2 separate regions of the Mus musculus genome follow, and region 2 is linked to region 1. A link is a contact called in public Hi-C data. All regions are on one chromosome and are shown on one strand. Each heading gives the region's core, a stretch centred on a gene start, on an enhancer-like site or on the middle of the called end of the contact. The rest is flanking DNA. Distances are from core to core; before and after follow the strand shown.

What was found. A called contact is a pair of places that touch in the nucleus more often than the background predicts.
Region 2: a Hi-C map of bone marrow-derived macrophages shows a contact between it and region 1, with 3 times the contacts expected there. The contact joins the promoter of Msrb2 here to the enhancer-like site in region 1. A contact is called at or near these places in 3 of 484 Hi-C or Micro-C datasets (the C10 cell line, bone marrow-derived macrophages and erythroblasts), 5 of 115 datasets of contacts at active chromatin or transcription factors (bone marrow-derived macrophages, effector CD8 T cells, embryonic stem cells and 2 more) and 3 of 9 other capture datasets (adipose tissue, liver and pancreatic islet).

The regions. Positions count from the first base shown.
Region 1 is chr2:19,296,893-19,302,417 of GRCm38.p6, forward strand. It overlaps Armc3 (armadillo repeat containing 3), which reads left to right. Exons shown (of 20, transcript NM_001081083.2): 16 at 1-19; 17 at 1,014-1,061; 18 at 3,580-3,777. Among named protein-coding and RNA genes, the nearest start is that of 4930447M23Rik, 45 kb to the right of the region's middle. Within about 2 kb of position 3,694, at least 126 of the 459 cell types and tissues checked have an H3K27ac peak or open chromatin away from gene starts, as enhancers often do. A contact at or near this core is called in adipose tissue, bone marrow-derived macrophages, effector CD8 T cells and 3 more, where this site is marked.
Region 2 is chr2:19,368,649-19,374,675 of GRCm38.p6, forward strand. Msrb2 (methionine sulfoxide reductase B2) reads left to right here and starts at 2,988. Exons shown (of 5, transcript NM_029619.2): 1 at 2,988-3,131. The coding sequence starts at 3,035.

The DNA.
Region 1 (5,525 bases), core at 2,444-4,943:
CCAAAGAGAAGGGAGTAAGGTAGGAAACTCATTGTTTTCTTCTCCTAGTTATAATCGTGACAACTTGTGATTATGCAGCAAGGGCACAGGAAGGGAGAGATTGCTTTGGTTTCTTCTGTGCTGGGCATGGAACCCTGGGGTCTCCATAGTGGGCAAGGGCTCACACTGAGCCACAACCTAGCACCTAAAATTTCCTAGTTAGTTGGCACCCCTCGGGCCTTACATAGCTTGGTGTCATAAAGTTTGCCCAGCAAGCCTCATTACCTGGGTTTGAGCCCCAGCACTGCTTTGACTTTGAGATCATATGTATTGAATGAGGCATCAAGTCGTGACTTAAGCATTTGTTTTTATTCTGTGCTGTCTTTGAAAAATTTACCCAGAACTTCCCTGTCTCTGGATAAATCAGGTTACCCTGGTAACTACTACCATCAAGTACTACAATGGCTTTCATTCCAAAAGGACAATAGAGGCAGCAGTTGTCCTCAGCTACTGGTGTCCCTGCACCCCACCTGTGATGGGGGTTGGGAGGGAGGGGGCTTAGCTTCTTGCAGCAGGCCATGAACCTGTGTACTTTCCTCTTGGTACTCTCTCCATCCTTTTTCTGGCTGTGTCCCCTACCCTCAAGACAGAAGCAACACAAAGTGGGAGAAAGAGGTCTAGCTCTTATGGTTGGAACAATTGTGGTGTGCTTTGTGCTTCTGTGGTTTTATCTATTCTAAAATCCTATTTGGCTCTGGGGAGATGGCTCTATTGACAAAGTACTTGCCTCGTCTGCACACATACCTGGCTTTAATCCGCAGTAGGACAGCCTGGTAGTTCACACTTGCAATCCCGGCACTCAGGAGGTGAAAGCAGGGGGATCAGACGTTCATACTTACCCTAGGCGTCATAGAGAGTTGGAGGCCAGCCTGGACTACCTGTGTGAAAAAAGTTGAGGGTGGTGGTGGGGACTAAAAATGGTTTGTACTTACTAATAGCAATTGAAGGAATCTTTGATTTTTTTTTCAAAATAGTAAAAAGAAAAGTAGACTTCAGTTGATTTGTTCCTCTTACCTTCTGTGGTAAGTAATGGGTAAAGATAAATAATTCCCACCCCCAGTTTGCTTCATTGAAACATAAGCCCAAAATTTGAGAATTGCTTAAAGTAGGTGCTGCTCCTGCCTGGTCCCAGGCTAGCCCCATATTCTTGGCTTATTTGAATCTGGAACAAATTAAGTTCCTGTCCATTAGGCAATGAATTGTTTCAGAAGATCTACTGCTTAATGGTAACATTGTGAGAGTCTAGTCTCCTGAACACAGGACAAAGGAGCTGCATCTGTACATACAAGGAAGGGTGTGGCAAGTTCACCTAAAGTGACAGTCCCCACACCTTAAAACTCATGTTCTTATTTACATGCCACTAGTGACTAGGTGACAGAGTCATCTAGAAATCTTGAAGTGTAGAACCGAGGTCAGTCAGAAAGAGGGAAGGAGCGACAGAAGCACGTAGGACACTGCGCAGGTCTGTGGCTGAGCTGAGGAACACTACATAGCCCACACTGTCCTGTTCTGACCTACCTGGACCCCTGAGACTCGGTCTTTTTATTAACTCTGAAATACTCTTGTTCCAACACCACCCAAGCATATTTCAACAAACCTCTTGATGTTACCCCACACGAGTATGCCATAAGAGTCTCATTTACTGCAGTTGCCCCTTGACAATTATTAAGAGAAAACATTTCTAAAGCTGAAAATACCATTGGAGGGGCCATTAGAGTATGGGTCAGCTGTGAAGTGGGAAGGCTGAGCATCGCCAGAGACTCTTGCATCCTTTAAGTTTTTTTTTTTTTAATTCCTTGCAAAGGGGCTGTAGTGACAATCTAGAGAGAACTTCCCCTCCCTCTCAGAGGATATGTTAGTTGGTTTTCTGCCAGCTTGAGTCTTCAGGGAAGGCAGAACCTTAACTGAGAAAATGATCTCAAGCAGATGAGCCTGTAAGCAAGTCTGAAGAATATGTTTTTTTATTAGTGATTGATGTTGAAGGACTCTGCCCACAGTAAGTAGTACCATCCCTGGAGTCCTGGGGTGTATGAGAGAGCCATGAGGAGTAAGCCAGTAGGCCTCATACCTACATGGCTTACATTTCAGTTCCTGCCTGAAGTTCCAGCCCTGACTTCTTCCCTCTGTGATGTAGTGTCACCTGAGAGATGTAAGCTGAAACCCTTTCCTCCCCAGCCAAAGTTCTGTTGGGTCAGCACTACCTAAGGCAGTCACTTGCTCTTCTGTCAGTCCTTCCATCCTTTCAGCTAGTGCCATCCCCTGAAAAAAGGCTGGTAAAGTAATCCCAAGGAGTACCAGGGACAGAGAAGACATTATCTATTAGCAGGAGATACTGAAAGTAATTATAACATACGGGGCTGGAGGTGGGTCAAAGGTTTAGGACAAGCTATTTGCAGGAAGGGTACCCAACAGAAAATGGATTCAAGGAATTCAGCAGCTAGTGCCTAGTGTTAGCCAATGGAAGTGTATGAAGAGCAAGCTTTTCCACCTCCCATGCTAGGGATAATTGGTGTAAACGTGAATAACTACTCACGCAGATGTAAGCAGAGTGCCCAGAGCAATTGAAGTCTTTAATTAGCCGGGCAGTGGTGGTGCACACCTTTAATCCCAGCATTTAGGAGGCAGAGGCAGGGGCAGGGGCAGGCAGATTTCTGAGTTCATGGCTTGCTTGGAGTGAATAGTGAGTTCCAGGATGGCCTGGGCTACACAGAGGAAAATTTAAAAAAAAATAAAAGAAAAAAGAAAAAAGAAAAAGAAAACGATACAAGCAACAAAGTTTTAAATTAACATGCCACAAAATGTCTTTCTGTTTAAAATGCTACAGAATTTTAAAGAGGGAATTTGTGCAGCCATTGACACCACAGTCAGAATAGAAAAAAGCTCAGCCAACCCAGAGTCCTGCCCTGATACTGCAACTCATTCTTTTCTCTGGAAAAAAGAACGAGACCTGGTGGTGGTTTTTCTGTTATTTTTGCCTTTCCAAGGTCTTACTATGTAGCCCTAGTTAGCCTCGAACTCACTTGTAGACCAGGCTGACCTTGAATCCACAGTAATCTGCCTATCTTTGCCTCCTGAGTGCTGGCATTAAAAGCATGGACTACCAGGTCCAGCCAAGAATGACTTTGATGGGATCATTCGTGTGTTACATCTGATACTGATGTTTTCCAGCCAGCATAATGCCTTTGAGATGCTTCCAAATTGTTCTGTGCATTGGTAGCCTATCCCTTTTTACTCTTAACCAGTATTTTATTGTATGGTCTTAACACTATATACCCATCTCTTATCAAAGGACATTTGAATTGTCTCTATATTTTTAATTTAAATTAACTTTTAATATAGATGCAAAATAATGAGCTTTGTCATAGCATTTGCATATATACATACATACATACATACACACATTGTATTTTGTTTTAACTAATTTCCCTCCCCGATTACCCTTTCCTTATTTCCCTGAGGCTTCTCAGATTGACTCAGAGCATAGTTAGTATTTGGACATTTCGACAGGATATGGGGTTTTATTATTGCTTACTTTCAAAGGAAAGGGAAAGGGAAAAAAGAAGAAGAGAAAGTGAAAGAGGAAGAAGAGATCCTGGCACTGCCCAAGTTCACGGAAGGCAGCCCTGAGAAAGAGTGGAACCCTCCTCCTGACCCTGAGTTCTGTGTGTATGTGCTGGAGGTGACCAAGTCGATACTGCCCATTGTCAACCTTAAGGAGCAGATTGAGGTCCTTGCCAAGTGAGTCTCTCCCCTCTCCCTCTCCTTCTCTCTCTGTATATCTATTTTAATTTCAGATTTTTAAAAAAAAAAACTTACAGTGGTTTGCTTTTCTTTAAAGTTACTTTAAAATAAAACCAACAAAAGAAGCTGCAATGGTTTACAGCGCCCGTGCTCTGCCTTCCCGCAGAAGCACAATGACTCACACACGGGTGCTCTTCTTTTTTGTGTGAGTCAGAGTTGAAATCGCTTAGAGACAAACACCTGGTTTTTGCTTTTGCTTTTTTTTTTTTTTTTTTTTTTTTTTTAGCTAAGCTGTTAAGACACATCTTTGGTATGATCTTAGAGAGGTAGTGAGTGAATGAATCTATGTTTAAAAACCAAATTGTTCCTTAAGTGTATGAGGTACTCAGCATTTAAAGGCATCCTATTGTGAGTTCTCTCTAACCCCCCTGCTGTTTGTTTGTGTTTTGTTTTGTTTTAATACACATTTCCTTTTCTAATGGGTGTCCGCTGGTTCATTTGCTATTTCTCGGGAGTGGGCTGTGGGCACTCTGAGAGCTTGCTGCTGGACAGAACAAGCCCTGTGTAAGCCTCAGAAGTTGCTCTTCTTCACTGGGCTCCTTCCATAAACAGAGGCTGAGGCCCTGAGCAGGTCTCTAAGGGAGCAGGACTGAAAATGGGGACGGGCTCCATGATTGGCACAACCCAGCAGGTGAACTGCTGGCTTTAGCACCAGCCACAGTGGGGGCTCAGTCAACTGCAGGTGGGAGTCGAGTAGCTGTCCTCAAACCCGGAAGTGACAACTGTAAGCCTCTCAGCTGACAGATCCCCGACTTCTGTCAGACAGGACTGGGGGAGATTCAGTGCGGTTGGCTCTAGAAGGATTTCCTGTGTCCTTGAGGCTTGATGGCTCTGACTGGAGAGTCTTGTAAACACTTGTGCAGTACTTCTCAACACTGTGTTCTAGCGGAGGCTCCACACATCACTTCTGAATCAGCTTACATTTAAACAATAATAAGGAGCAAGACAATGGCAGAGGTCTGTCCAGCTGCGGGATGGGCTGTCACTACAGGTGGGGTGACTGCTCGCCTCCACCTCCCTTCCTCATCGTCCTTTGTTTTGGTTTAGTTGCACTGTTTTGTTTTCTTCTTGTGTGTTTTTAAATTTTTATTTATTCACTTTACAACCCAATAACAGCCCTTCCTCTCCTCCCAGTACTCTCTCACACAATCCTACCCCATTCCACTTCACTTTTGAGAAGTGGGAGCCCCCTCTGGGTGTCACATCCCACCCCCCACATCAAGTTGGGCGGGAGTAGGACTAGGTGCATCCTCTCCCACTGAGGCCAGGCAAGAAGGTGCTTTTAGGGGCCAGGTATCCACAGGCAGGCGGGTAGGCCAGCAACAGGTTCAGGGACAGCCCCTGCTCTAGTTAGGGGACTCGAATGAAGACCAAGCTGCTCATCTGCTACACAAGTGCAGGGAACCTAGGTCCAGCCCAGACTCGCCCTTTGGTTGGTGATAAAGTCTCTGGGAGTCCCCAAAGGTCCAGGTTAGTTGACTCTGTTGGTCTTTCTATGGAGTCCCTGTCTTCTTGGGTCCCTTAATTCTTCTCCCAGCTCTTAGTAAGATCTTCCAAGCTCCGTCTAAGGTTCGGGTGTCTCTGCATCTCTTTCCATTGACTGCTGGGTGGAGCCTCTCAGAGGACAGATATGCTAGGTTCCTGTTGGCCAGCATAACAGAATATCCTTAGTAGTGTCAAGGATT
Region 2 (6,027 bases), core at 1,738-4,237, 71 kb after region 1:
AAAACAGAAGCTAGCACCTGTGCCGGGCTACCCCTTTTCTACTAAGCCATTCGTTCATACCCTTCACAGATATGAGAGTTGGCCCAGAAGGAGAGTTTCCAGGAAATCTCTAGATTTCAGAGGGAACAGTCTGATCATCAATATTGGACTCTCAATAGATGAAAAGAGATTACGCGTCCTGGAGGAAGAGAATGGCTCAGAGGTGACCTTGCTCATTCCTTCTTTCCAAATAGTTTTAAGTAGCAAAAAGTCTATTGACTTTTGCCCTGGTATCCACTTTAGTGGTCAGTCCCTCTTATTCCTCTGTAGATTCAATGATCATTTTGGTAGATCCTCCATCTTTTTCTTTTAGGGACTTATTTAGCATTACTTTCTCCCCCCTCCTCCCCTTGTGTGTATAGCTTGCAGAGAACTGTGGGAGATACACAGAGATGATGCTGTAGAGCTTAGCCTTTATTGAAGTTTCTCACAACCAATAGAGGACCAGCTGAGTATTGTATCATCCTCACAAAAACACAACCACAGTTTAAACAACACATGAATGTGTTTGTCTCTCTTACCATAGGGGTACAACTCAGGGCTTGACTATTGCCTTGCATCCCTGACACCCAGGCTCCATGCATCTCCTGCTCAGCACCAGGGTGCAAATCTTATCTTCATGCATACCAGAAAACTGCCAGTGCTTCAGCCATCACAACTTATTCCCAAGTGGAAAGGAAAGGCAAAAACAGCTGGTGCAGAGTCTCTGACTGGTTTTCCTAGCAGTCTTCCAGTGGTGTTTGCTTTTGTCGTTTTCCAGAGAGACGTCATGTGATCACCAAGAGCAAGAGAGTGAGCACACTGTGACTCTCCAAAAAACTGAGAGATCTCTATAAGTAAACCAGGAACTGAAAGACCTCTTTTAAATAGACCAGGAAGAGTGTGGTTGGTCGGGCATTTCAGAGACTAAACCATGGAGTATATAAAATCAAGAGTAAACTGTTAAGTGGGTTTTATCAGGTTAAAGCCTTATGGCCAGGAATTCGAAGATTGGCCCATGATATCTCTCTCTCTCTCTCTCTCTCTCTATTTATTATTATATGTAAGTACACCACCCGGCTCAAGAATATTTCTTTGCGTTTTTGTGTTCTTTTAAAAAACCTATTTATATTATGTATATGAGAACATTGTAGCTGTCTTCAGACACACCACAAGAGGGTGTCAGATCTCATTACAGATGGTCGTGAAGCACCATGTGGTTGCTGGGATTTGAACTCAGGACCTTTGGAAGAGCATTCAGTACTCTTGACTGATGAGCCATCTCTCCATCCCATCCCATGATCTTTCTTGATAGGTGGGCATGGGAGTGGGGGCAGAAAGCCCTGTGCCAGGATGAGATGAAAGTTCTCAAAGCAGTGGATAGAGGAAACAGGGAGAGGGAAGGATCCAGGAAGGCTTCCCTCTGTTTTCTGGGAGTGTGAAGATCTGCAGAGATCTGCAAATACTAGCTGACTCCACCTCCAGGGATGCAGATGTTACAGTACTCTGTATACTCACTGACATGTTGATTAATCGGAAAGAACAGAAAGTCCAGAAACAGATCCCTGTATTGATAAAAACAAACAAACGAACCAACCAACCAACCAACCAACCTGGGGTTTCTCCCCAGTGGGTGTGTGCGACCCTGAGGCCGTGAATGCTAGCCATTGCTCTACTACAGAGCTGCATTCTCAGCCATACACTGATTTTGACAAGAACTCAAATGCAGGCAGTAGAGAACAAAAAAAAAAAAATTACCTTATTTTAAAAAATGAATAAATAAATAAAAATTAACTCAGATAGATAATAGACCTAAATGTAAAACTTAAAACTATAAAATTAGCAGAAGAAAACACATAAAATATTTTGTAATATTGGACTAGCTCCATTTGTTAAATATGTTACCCCTAAGCCGCCACAAACTATAAAAAACAAAAACAAACCATCAAACCGATAAAATGAAGTTTAACAAAATGTAAAACTTCCCATCCCAAGACACAATTAGGAAACAGAAAAACACAGCCCACAGTCTCGGGAAGGGAAATTTGTGAGGAAACGATTTGATAATGGCTTTGTGCCCAGAGAATATATGGAAGAACCTTGAAAAAAATCCACAACAAGTAAATCTAATAATAAATGGGCAAAACCATGTATGATTTAGCAATGGCTAATTGTCAGTTACTGAAAGATAACACAAGAGAAGCCTATTACTGTAAGAAGTTTAAGTCTAACTTTGTAGTGATGCATGTCTATAAACTCAGTCCCGAGGCAGGAAGATTCCAAGTTTGAGGACGCTTGGACAACATAGAGAGATTAGATCTCAAAAACCGAAGCAAAACAAACGAACGAACAAAAAACCCAACCAACCAACCAACAACAAAAAAACAGGCCTGAGTAATCAAGTGTAGGAAGGGGATGATGACAGGAGCTTTCATACATTGCTAGTGAAGCAGCCGTTGCCCTTGAGACCTGGCTATTCCTCTTCCAGGTATCCAAAAAAAAGGCATGTACAGGAACGCTCCTGGCAGCTTTGTTTTTGATGTGCAAAAATTAGAACAGCCTAAACTAATGAGTAACAGTTTAGTATAATGGAATATTATTCAGAACAACAACAACAACAAAAAAAAGATTTGTGCATAATGTAACGCAAAAAACCAAGCAGCAATGTCCAGATAATTATGTTGAGTAAGGGAAGCCAGAAATAACCAACTGCAATTAGTATGACTTCTGGAAAACCTAAACAAACTGAAACACAGCAAGTTTTAGACTAGTCATGATTCCAATCGGAGTAAGGTACTGCGGGAGGAGGAGGCAGTGGAGTCCCGGGATATTCCACACACTCCGCGAAGATCAAGGTCAAGAGGAGCAAGAGGATAAGTTAAGTGGTGGGGGTAGGGTGGAGCACCAGAAGAAAAGGAGAGCCTGGAGGAGGGGAAGAGACCTGGGCAGAGGGGAGGGATCCGGCGGAGGGTGGGGGTTGGGTAGGCTTGGGAGGAAACCCGTTGGTGGCAGCGTCATGGCGCGACTGCTGCGAGCGCTGCGGGGTCTGCCTTTGCTGCAGGCGCCTGGACGGCTGGCTCGGGGTTGCGCGGGATCGGGAAGCAAGGACACAGGTAGGTCCTCAATCGCTGCCGTCTCTCGTGGCTTTCGGTTTCACAGTCCTGGCTGACCCTGGGCGGCCTCCTGTGAGGTCCTGAGAGACTGGTCCCAGCGGCCCGCTGCCTGAGTTGCGGAGCAGAGCAACGCGTTTGGTAAACTTGGTGTGCTGGGGGAGCACTGATGCCGGAGAGGATCGAATCTTCTCCTATGCTTGCATACAGTTCGTTTATATGTTACATTTTGGTGTACAAAGTCGTGTTAGGAGCCATGGTGTTGTCAGGGACCCAGTGGCGGTCAACAGCCGTACCTTGTGCGCCCTCTCCTGGGCGGGAGTTAATCCTTGCCCTCCCCCCCCCCCCCCCCACTTCCTTCGGGAGGACTGCTAGTTGCCTCCTGTCCTGTGAGACTGGCCCACTGCACCATCACGGGTGCTGCTGCAACACTATCTTGGTTTTGTGTGACTCTAGGTTTTGAGATGTGTGGGTGAATTATTCTCGTGTTCCAACAGGTTGTTAGTGGCTAAGAGACAGGATGGGGTGGAATGGTAAGTGCTTTTTGCCCTCATTTGTGAATCCGGACACTTTTGCATCTTCCCTGGGAGGAGTAGGAGTCTTTGAGGAGTCCCAGGTGTAATTCTCTGTAATTTCGTGGCCCTGTGGTTTAGCACTGGGCAGCTGCTCTCCTGACCTCCTTTCCAACCCAGTTTTATATCTTATGCTGCTTAGGAAAAGTCTTGGAAAGATCAGGAATTCAAGGCCCATACCTAAACATGATAAAAGCAATCTACAGCAAACCAGTAGTCAACATCAAAGTAAATGGTGAGAAACTGGAAGCATTCCCACTAAAATCAGGGACTAGACAAGGCTGCCCACTTTCTCCCTACCTATTCAACATTGTACTTGAAGTCCTAGCCACAGCAATTAGACAACAAAAGGAGATAAGGGGGATACAAATTGGAAAGGAAGAAGTCAAAATATCACTTTTTTGCAGATGATATGATAGTATATATAAGTGACCCTAAAAATTCCACCAGAGAACTCCTAAACCTGATAAACAGCTTCAATGAAGTAGCTGGATATAAAATTAACTCAAACAAGTCAATGGCCTTTCTCTACACAAAGGATAAACAGGCTGAGAAAGAAATTAGGGAAACAACACCCTTCACAATAGTCACAAATCATATAAAATACCTTGGCGTGACTCTAACTAAGGAAGTGAAAGATCTGTATAAAAAGAACTTCAAGTCTCTGAAGAAAGAAATTAAAGAAGATCTCAGAAGATGGAAAGATCTCCCATGCTCATGGATCGGCAGGGTCAATATAGTAAAAATGGCTATCTTGCCAAAAGCAATCTACAGATTCAATGCAATCCCCATCAAAATTCCAACTCAATTCTTCAACGAATTAGAAAGGGCAATCTGCAAATTCATCTGGAATAACAAAAAACCTATGGTAGCAAAAACTCTTCACATGGCAGCTTATAACTCACTCTAGTTCCAGGGGATCCATGGCACCAGGCATGCACATGGTGCACAGGTATATACGTGATGCAGGTAAAATACCCATACAAGTAAAGTAAGTCTTACAAGGAGAATAAGAACAGAAGCAGGGGATGGTTCTGTGGTTAAGATCTCGATTGTCAGTGGGCATGAGTTCGGATCCTAGCTCCCCCACAGAACTTTACTGGCATGTGTGAGCATGAGCATCCATAACAAATGCTAAGCAGTGGGCATAAACGGCATGTGTTTCTCACCATGTGAGAGGCTGATAGATCAAATATCAAGCAGATAGCTTTGGTTCCAATGGAGACCCACCATCTGGGTCCCCTGTCCTGTGTGTGTTCACATGGGCTTTCTGCAGTGCAAGTGCAGTGGAGACAGAAGCTCACAGTTCCTCTCCACTGTCTCTCCTGACCCTGCCTCTGGTATGAAGATAAAGCCTAGAAGCTGGCATACACAGGGCGATCACACTCTACTGAATTACACCTTCTGCTTTTCCAATATCTTTACTAAGACGCTAATTGAGGGAGCTGACGTGGCTGTTCAGCAGTTAAGTGCAAGTTTTGCTTTTGCAGAGGACCTGAGTTCAGGTGTAGACACGCGCATCAGGGGGCTCACATCCATTTGAAACTCCAGTTGCAGGGGAGCTACTGCCCTCTTCTGGCCTTCCCTGGCAACCACACACATGACATACATTCCCAAAGACGTGTGCACAGCAACATAAATAATAAATGAATAAAAATAAATACATTTAAAATTAACATAATAAGATCCTTGCTTCTCATGACCTAATCTACTTTGAAGATAAGGACACGCATAATGTAAAGTAACTGGGAGGAGAATGATAAGTCATGTTGGTGTTTAACAAAAAAGAGAGAGAGAGAAACAGCACTTGCTGATGTCTGCCTGTAATCCCTGGGTCTCAAGGCCAACTTGGGCTCTATAGTGAGTTCCGGGCCCACTGTGACTGTATAGGGAGGCTTCCCAAAACAAAACACAAAGGCAGAATCAGCTCTGTTAATTTAAGATAAAGCAGACATCAGAGTAGAGCTGTCAGGGATAAAAAGAGAATTGTAGTACTTCACAGTGATAAAGAAATCCGTTCTTCAAGAAGATATGACCGTCTTTAATGTGTATGAACTTAACAGCATAGTGTCAAATTGTGACCTGAGAGCAAATGCTGGGAGATTTAACATCCTCTGTTAGAAGTGGAGATATCAGCAGGCAGGCAGACAGACAGCGATGGCAAGAGCTGAATTCAACAGCATCACCAACCCACCAGGTATAATTGGCATCTATGAATGGTTCCATCCAGGGAGACGGGGAGTTAGAACGGAAAAGAAAAGGCGGAAGGAGATTGCCAATGTCAGGGCAGGACAAACAGGGACATGTTTTTTGGGAACTCCAAGGTT